Regions from separate parts of the Ovis aries genome. Here region 2 is linked to region 1. The links are chromatin contacts, called in public Hi-C maps. All regions are on one chromosome and are shown on one strand. The core of a region is the stretch at or near the end of the contact, and the rest is flanking DNA. Distances in the headings are between cores, read along the strand shown.

Region 1 (2,917 bases), core at 298-2,797:
TTAGTTTTCTCCTTAAAATGAGATACATAATAGAAATTACCACTGGGCCACTGAAAGGATTGAAGGGGCGAATATTCACAGATTTCTTAGCACTAGGAGTACATAATCCATCAATGGTAGATTTCATTATTATTCTTTAATAATGGCCCCTACCTTTGTTAAGTCTACCAGGCAGTTACAGTCATCTCTGTTGAATAGATAAGATTAAGTTGTTGATCCGGGGCTCAACAGGGGCGGCTCCGGGGCTTCTGGAGCAGGTCCCAGGACCCCCACCACGCCCCATCACCCCCAGTCAACCTTGTAGACTTTTACAGAATGGGCCGCGCTGTCCAGCACAAGAAGAGAACTCTCCTTAGTGAAGGTCAGCGCCACGGGATGCGAAAGACCGTGGGTGACGATGGGCTTCAGCACTGGAAACTCCTCGGGTTTGCCTAGACAGAGGACAGCCGGACTGGAAGTATCGGCAACCACCACGTTGCCCTGATGATCGAAGGCCACGGCGGAGGCGGTGATCTTGGAAGGGAAAAAGAGGCTTAGCCCAAAGGAGTCCACCTGGCCGATGAGCTGCATGCTCGCGCTGAACACCTTCACGGTAGTGCTGCTGCAGGTGCCGGGCCCCAGCGGGTGCTCGACGACCGCGATGGCCCCGGTGAGCCAGGACACCGCCACCCCCCGCGGGCGACGCAGGTGAGCCTGCAACCTTTCGGTCCTCCGGAGGACCCCTTCGGGAAAGTCGACTTCCAGGAGGTGCAGGGACCCCGCCTCCGCGTCCGTGACCAAGACCCCATTCTGCGGGGTGGTCTCCACACCCCACGGCAAGCAGAAGTGGCCTCCCAAGACGAGTTTGATCTGGCCGAAAAAGTCAAATACTTTGAGGGAGCGGTCGCCGGCGTCGGTGACGACCACGTGGCAGTCGCTGGTGACCGTGACGTCAACCGGGTACCGAAGGTCCTGGGCGGCGTCCCCCTTCTCTCCAAACTGATGCGCGCAGCCTCCCCCGGAGTCGAAGACCTTGACTCGCCTCTTACCGTCGTGCACCACCACGACCCGCCCCGTCTTGGGACACAGAGCCAGCCCGGTGGGGTTGACCAGGGTCCCCCAGCCGCCGAAGGCGTGCTGGCAGGTGAGGACCCCCGCGGCGGCGGGCGCGGCGCGCGGGGCGGCCGGGCCCGGCCGCAGCGCGGAGCCCAGGAGCTCCAGGAAGTGGAGCACCGGCAGGCAGTCGCTGGTGTCGCAGCCCCGGCAGGCCCGCCGGCAGAAGGGGCACTCGAGGGCCAGCGTCCGCGGGTGCGCCAGGGCGGCCACGCAGGCCAGGCAGACCACGTGGCCGCAGGACAGGTTGCGTGGGCGCCGCTGCTGGCGGTGGCCGAACCGCTCGAAGCACACCTTGCACTCAAGCAGGCTGGTCTCCGCCTCGCGCAGCAGCTCCCGCAGCGCCGGCCCGCTCCCAGCGGCCTCGGCCCCCATCGCGCGGCCCCCGCCCCGCACGCCCGGCCGCGCCGTCTGCCTGCAGAGCAGGACGCCGCGCCGGCGCGGCCTGGGGTCACGGCCACGGGGCGGGGCCGCTGGGCCTGACGTCCACTTTGTCCGGCCGCTCGGCCGAGACCTGCCGCCCCCTTGTGGGCGCGCGCGGCACTGTATCCGGAGAGGCGGACAGTGGATTTTAACAAGTTCTAATCCACAGAGTAGACTGCGTGCTGCAGTCCATGGGGTCGCAAAGAGTCGGACACAACTGACCGACTGAACTCAACTGAACTGATCCACAGAATACTCATTGGAAGGACTGATGCTGAAGCTGAAACTCCAATACTTTGGCCACCTGATGCGAAGAACCGACTCATTGGAAAAGATCCTGATGCTGGGAAAGATGGAAGGCGGGAAGAAAGGGGGACAACAGAGGATGAGATGGTTGGATGGCATCACTGACTCAATGGACATGAGTTTGAGTAGGCTCTGGGAGTTGGTGATGGACAGGGAAGCCTGGCGTGCTGCAGTCCATGGGGTTGCAAAGAGTCGGACACGACTGAGCAACTGAACTGAAACTGATCCACAGCCTAGACAGCGTTATTAAAAAGCAGAGACATTCCTTTGCCAACAAAGGTCCATATAGTCAAAGCTATGGCTTTTCCAGTAGTGATGTATGGATAGATGTGAGAGTTGGGCTATAAAGAAGGCTGAGCACCAAAGAATTGATGTTTTTGAACTGTGGTGTTGGAGAAGACTCTTGAGAGTCCCTTGGACTGCAAGGAGATCCAACCAGCCCATCCTAAAGGAAATCAGTCCTGAATATTCGTTGGAAGGACTGATGCTGAAGCTCCAATACTTTGGCCACCTAATGTGAAGAGATGACTCATTGGAAAAGACCCTGATGCTAGGAAAGATGAAGGCGGGAGGAGAAGGGGACGACAGAGGATGAGACGGTTGGATGGCATCACCGACTCAATGGACATGAGTTTGAGTAGGCTCTGGGAGTTGGTGATGGACGGGGAGCCTGGCGTGCAGCAGTCCATGGGGTTGCAGAGAGTTGAACGGGACTGAGTGACTGAACAACAATCCACAGCACATGGTCAGATCTGTAATCTTCACACCAATCATGGATGGAGCATCTTCCCTTTACACTTGAGGACACCTATTGAGGACAAGCAGGCTGCCCCCTGGAACCCAGCAAAGTGCCCTCTGATTTCCTGTCAGCAGCACTGGGTGCTAGGGGCTCGGGCTGGCCAGGTGTGAAACCTAGTCTCAGAGCTCATGACGCTTATGAACTATCGGGAAAACACAGATGCACGAGGGAAATTAAAACCCAAGTGGATGAAGCAGGTGCGCACATTTTCTTTTGGACCTTCTATCATTCTCATAGTAAGTAGTTGTTGTTGTTTAGTCACTAAGTCATGTCCGACTCTTTTGCAATCCCATCGAC
Region 2 (2,917 bases), core at 303-2,802, 170 kb before region 1:
TATAGCCGTGTGGACAAGTCTTAAAACACAGGCATGCCTGCAGCAACCCACAACACAATGTCAGAACTGTAGAGAGGGCTCCTGATTGGAATTTCTGCAAGCCAAGTCACAGAAGACCTGACCCACCCAGCCCTGAGTCACACATGGTACAGACCTCTCCAATGCTAACACCCTGAGTCTCCACACTTGTGCACAGCCTGTCCCTCCTGGGAACAGCAGTAATGGCCTCAGAGCTACCAGGCATGTGCACTGGGAGCTGAGGAAGCAAGGGAATTCTCTCTATAGCAGGGCCCTGGTACCAAAGTACAGAGGAAGAGAAACCAGGGGAGTGGGAAAGTGCATACCATACATACGCCAACTCTGCACAGTGACTATGCTCTAGGAAAAGCGAGAACAAACTAAGAGGGCATGACCTTGGGACTTCCTAGTGGTCCAGTGGGTAAGACTATGAACTTCCAGTGCAAGGGACACATGTTCGATCCCTGGTCAGGGAGCTAAGATTTCACATGCCAGGCAGCGTGGCCAAAACACCCCCAGAAACTCAAAAAGGGCACGTGCATGCATGCTTTATCATTTCAGTCGTGTCTAACTCTTGCAACCCCATGGACTGTAACCCAGGAGGCTCCTCTGTCCATGGGGCTCTCCAGGCAAGAATACTGGAGTGGGTTGCCATTTCCTTTTCCAGGGGATCTTCCCAACTCAGGGATCGAACCCGCATCTCCTGAGTCTCCCACACTGCAGGCAGATTCTTTACCACTGAGCCACCGGGAAAGCCCCGAAGAGGGCACAATCTTGTCTCATTCACAATCTGCATGAATCAAGCCAGCTTCACATAGATCAGGGCTGACCAAAGCACTCAGTTTGGAGATCCAGGGTTGGACACAACATAAGCACAGAATATTTCTAAAGTAGTGACCTAGAAGAGCAGTCAGAATTTTAACACCATTTTATCACTTTAAACAGAACCTCCAGTCTTCCTTCTTTCTCCCATCTCTTTTCTCACTGGAGTTAGAGTGAAAAAATAAAATGCATATATTTATGACCTGGAATTCCTGGGCTTGCGCGTTTGGGAGGGTGTTTTTCCACTCCTAACCGAGGCTGACAGCCCTGGCGACTGTGACGAGTCTGGACTTGGCAGGTGGCACGGCTCCCAAGCCAAGCACCTGGATGGGGTGAGAGACGTCAGGCTCCACACACAAACCCGAAGGGGCGAGGGCTGCATCTCGGTAAATCTCTCCCCCAATTAGCACAACTCTCAGAAACGGTCACAGGTAGAGGCCTTAAACCTGGTTGACATTAAATGACCCCAAACTACAGACTTTAGATAGCAGGACTAGGGCTTTCAAGGCTTGACTCGGTGACATGAGATTTAAGTTTTAGTCAGCTACAGAAGGTTGCCCTCGAGGGGCTGGGTAAGAACCAGGACCCCGAGAACCTAGGCCTGGAGCGTAAAGGTCGACGCGGGCCGTTTTCCACAGTGGCCTTTGGGAGCGGCCAGCCCCGCAGTCCGCAGCAGCCCTCCTCACAGCACGGCCTGGGTGACTCACCCGGACAGACGTGCCCAGCCCAGCGACAGCGCTGGGGCCCGTCACGAGCTGGCGGTGAACTTCAGCGCCTTTCTCTGTCGCCTGATAAAGTGGCTGAGTCATGCAGGGAGGAGGGTCAGGCATCGGGGCCCCGGAGGAAAGACCTGTGGGGCCCGCCTCAGCAGAAAACGCATTTTGGAGTTATTTTCAGGAGGGTGCTTTCACATTTAACAGCTGCTGAAAAAGTCACTGTGTTTCATCCCCACCTGCTTGACGGTTTGCCACAGTCTCTGACACAGAGGCAGGTCTGACTCAGTATCTCTTCTGGACTGTGGGGTGCATGGGACTGACAGCACTTGAGGCGAGGGAAGAAGAAAGCCAAACCAAACACAGGCAGTCAGGATTCCAGAGAACTTCCGACAGGAGGGAGAAGGCGAACAGTATTATTCCTGGCTAGATGCCAAGCCAGAACACTTCAACATTTGATTGAATGATTTCCTAAGCACAGCCTCCTGCTGGGATGAGAGAAAAGAGTGGAGGGCCCAGGATTGCAGCAGAATCCACAAAGTCCTCACACGTACTTGTCATGGACCCAGATTCACCTTTACCACTGCATTCAGCTCTCCTACAAGCAGCAGGGCCTCTCTGAACCTCAGTTTCCTCTTCTGTAAAACGGGGCCAATATCAGATTCTACTGATTGGGCATTTTGACAATTAAATGATCTGCTGCAGGTAAAAGAATGAGCGTAGTGCTGGGAACCTAGTGCTCAGGATTCTACTGTCTGTTGTTATTATTATTATCCACCCCATAAACGCACCCAGGTAAGTGAAGCAATGTCTCTGGGTGCCAAGAAATAACTCTAGGGCAGGGTTCCCCAACCTCCAGGATCTAATACCTAATGATCTGAAGTGGAGCTGATGTAACAATAATAGAAATAAAGCACACGATAAATGTAATGTGCTTGAATCATCCCGAACTCCCCGCCCAGTCCATGGAGAAATTGTCTTCCATGAAACCAATCCCTAGGGTCAAAAAGCTTGGGGACCGCAGCCCTAAGGAATGTGTATGCATGCTCAGTTGCTCAGCATGTCTGACTCTTTGCAACTCCATGGACTGTAGCCCACCAGGCTTCTCTGTCCATGGAATTATCCAGGAAGGAATACTGGAGTGGGTTGCCATTTTCTCCTCCAGGGGATCTTCCCTAGCCAGGGATCGAACCCACATCTCCTGCACTGCAGGTGGATTCTTCACCTCTGAGCTACGAGGGAAGCCCCAAGGAATAGATGTGGACAAAGAAAGGAAAGCGGAAGAAGGTAGGGTTGCGTGGGATCAAAAAATCTGGGAGTAGGGATGAGAAAAAAGAATACACATATACTCTTTTAAAAAATTT

Evidence for each region. Hi-C and Micro-C count contacts between places; a contact is called where the count stands out from the background.
Region 2: a contact with region 1 is called in a Hi-C map of liver, with 5 times the contacts expected there. The contact joins the enhancer-like site here to the promoter of NHLRC1 in region 1. A contact is called at or near these places in 7 of 16 Hi-C or Micro-C datasets (blood, hypothalamus, liver and 2 more).

Annotation. Positions count from the first base shown.
Region 1 is chr20:38,722,711-38,725,627 of ARS-UI_Ramb_v3.0, reverse strand. It overlaps NHLRC1 (NHL repeat containing E3 ubiquitin protein ligase 1), which reads right to left and starts at 1,547. Exons shown (of 1, transcript XM_027958731.3): 1 at 1-1,547. The coding sequence starts at 1,467. The coding sequence ends at 283.
Region 2 is chr20:38,895,891-38,898,807 of ARS-UI_Ramb_v3.0, reverse strand. The region is part of intron 4 of KIF13A (kinesin family member 13A); the gene reads right to left. Among named protein-coding and RNA genes, the nearest start is that of KIF13A, 110 kb to the right of the region's middle. Within about 2 kb of position 1,552, at least 30 of the 54 cell types and tissues checked have an H3K27ac peak or open chromatin away from gene starts, as enhancers often do. A contact at or near this core is called in hypothalamus and liver, where this site is marked.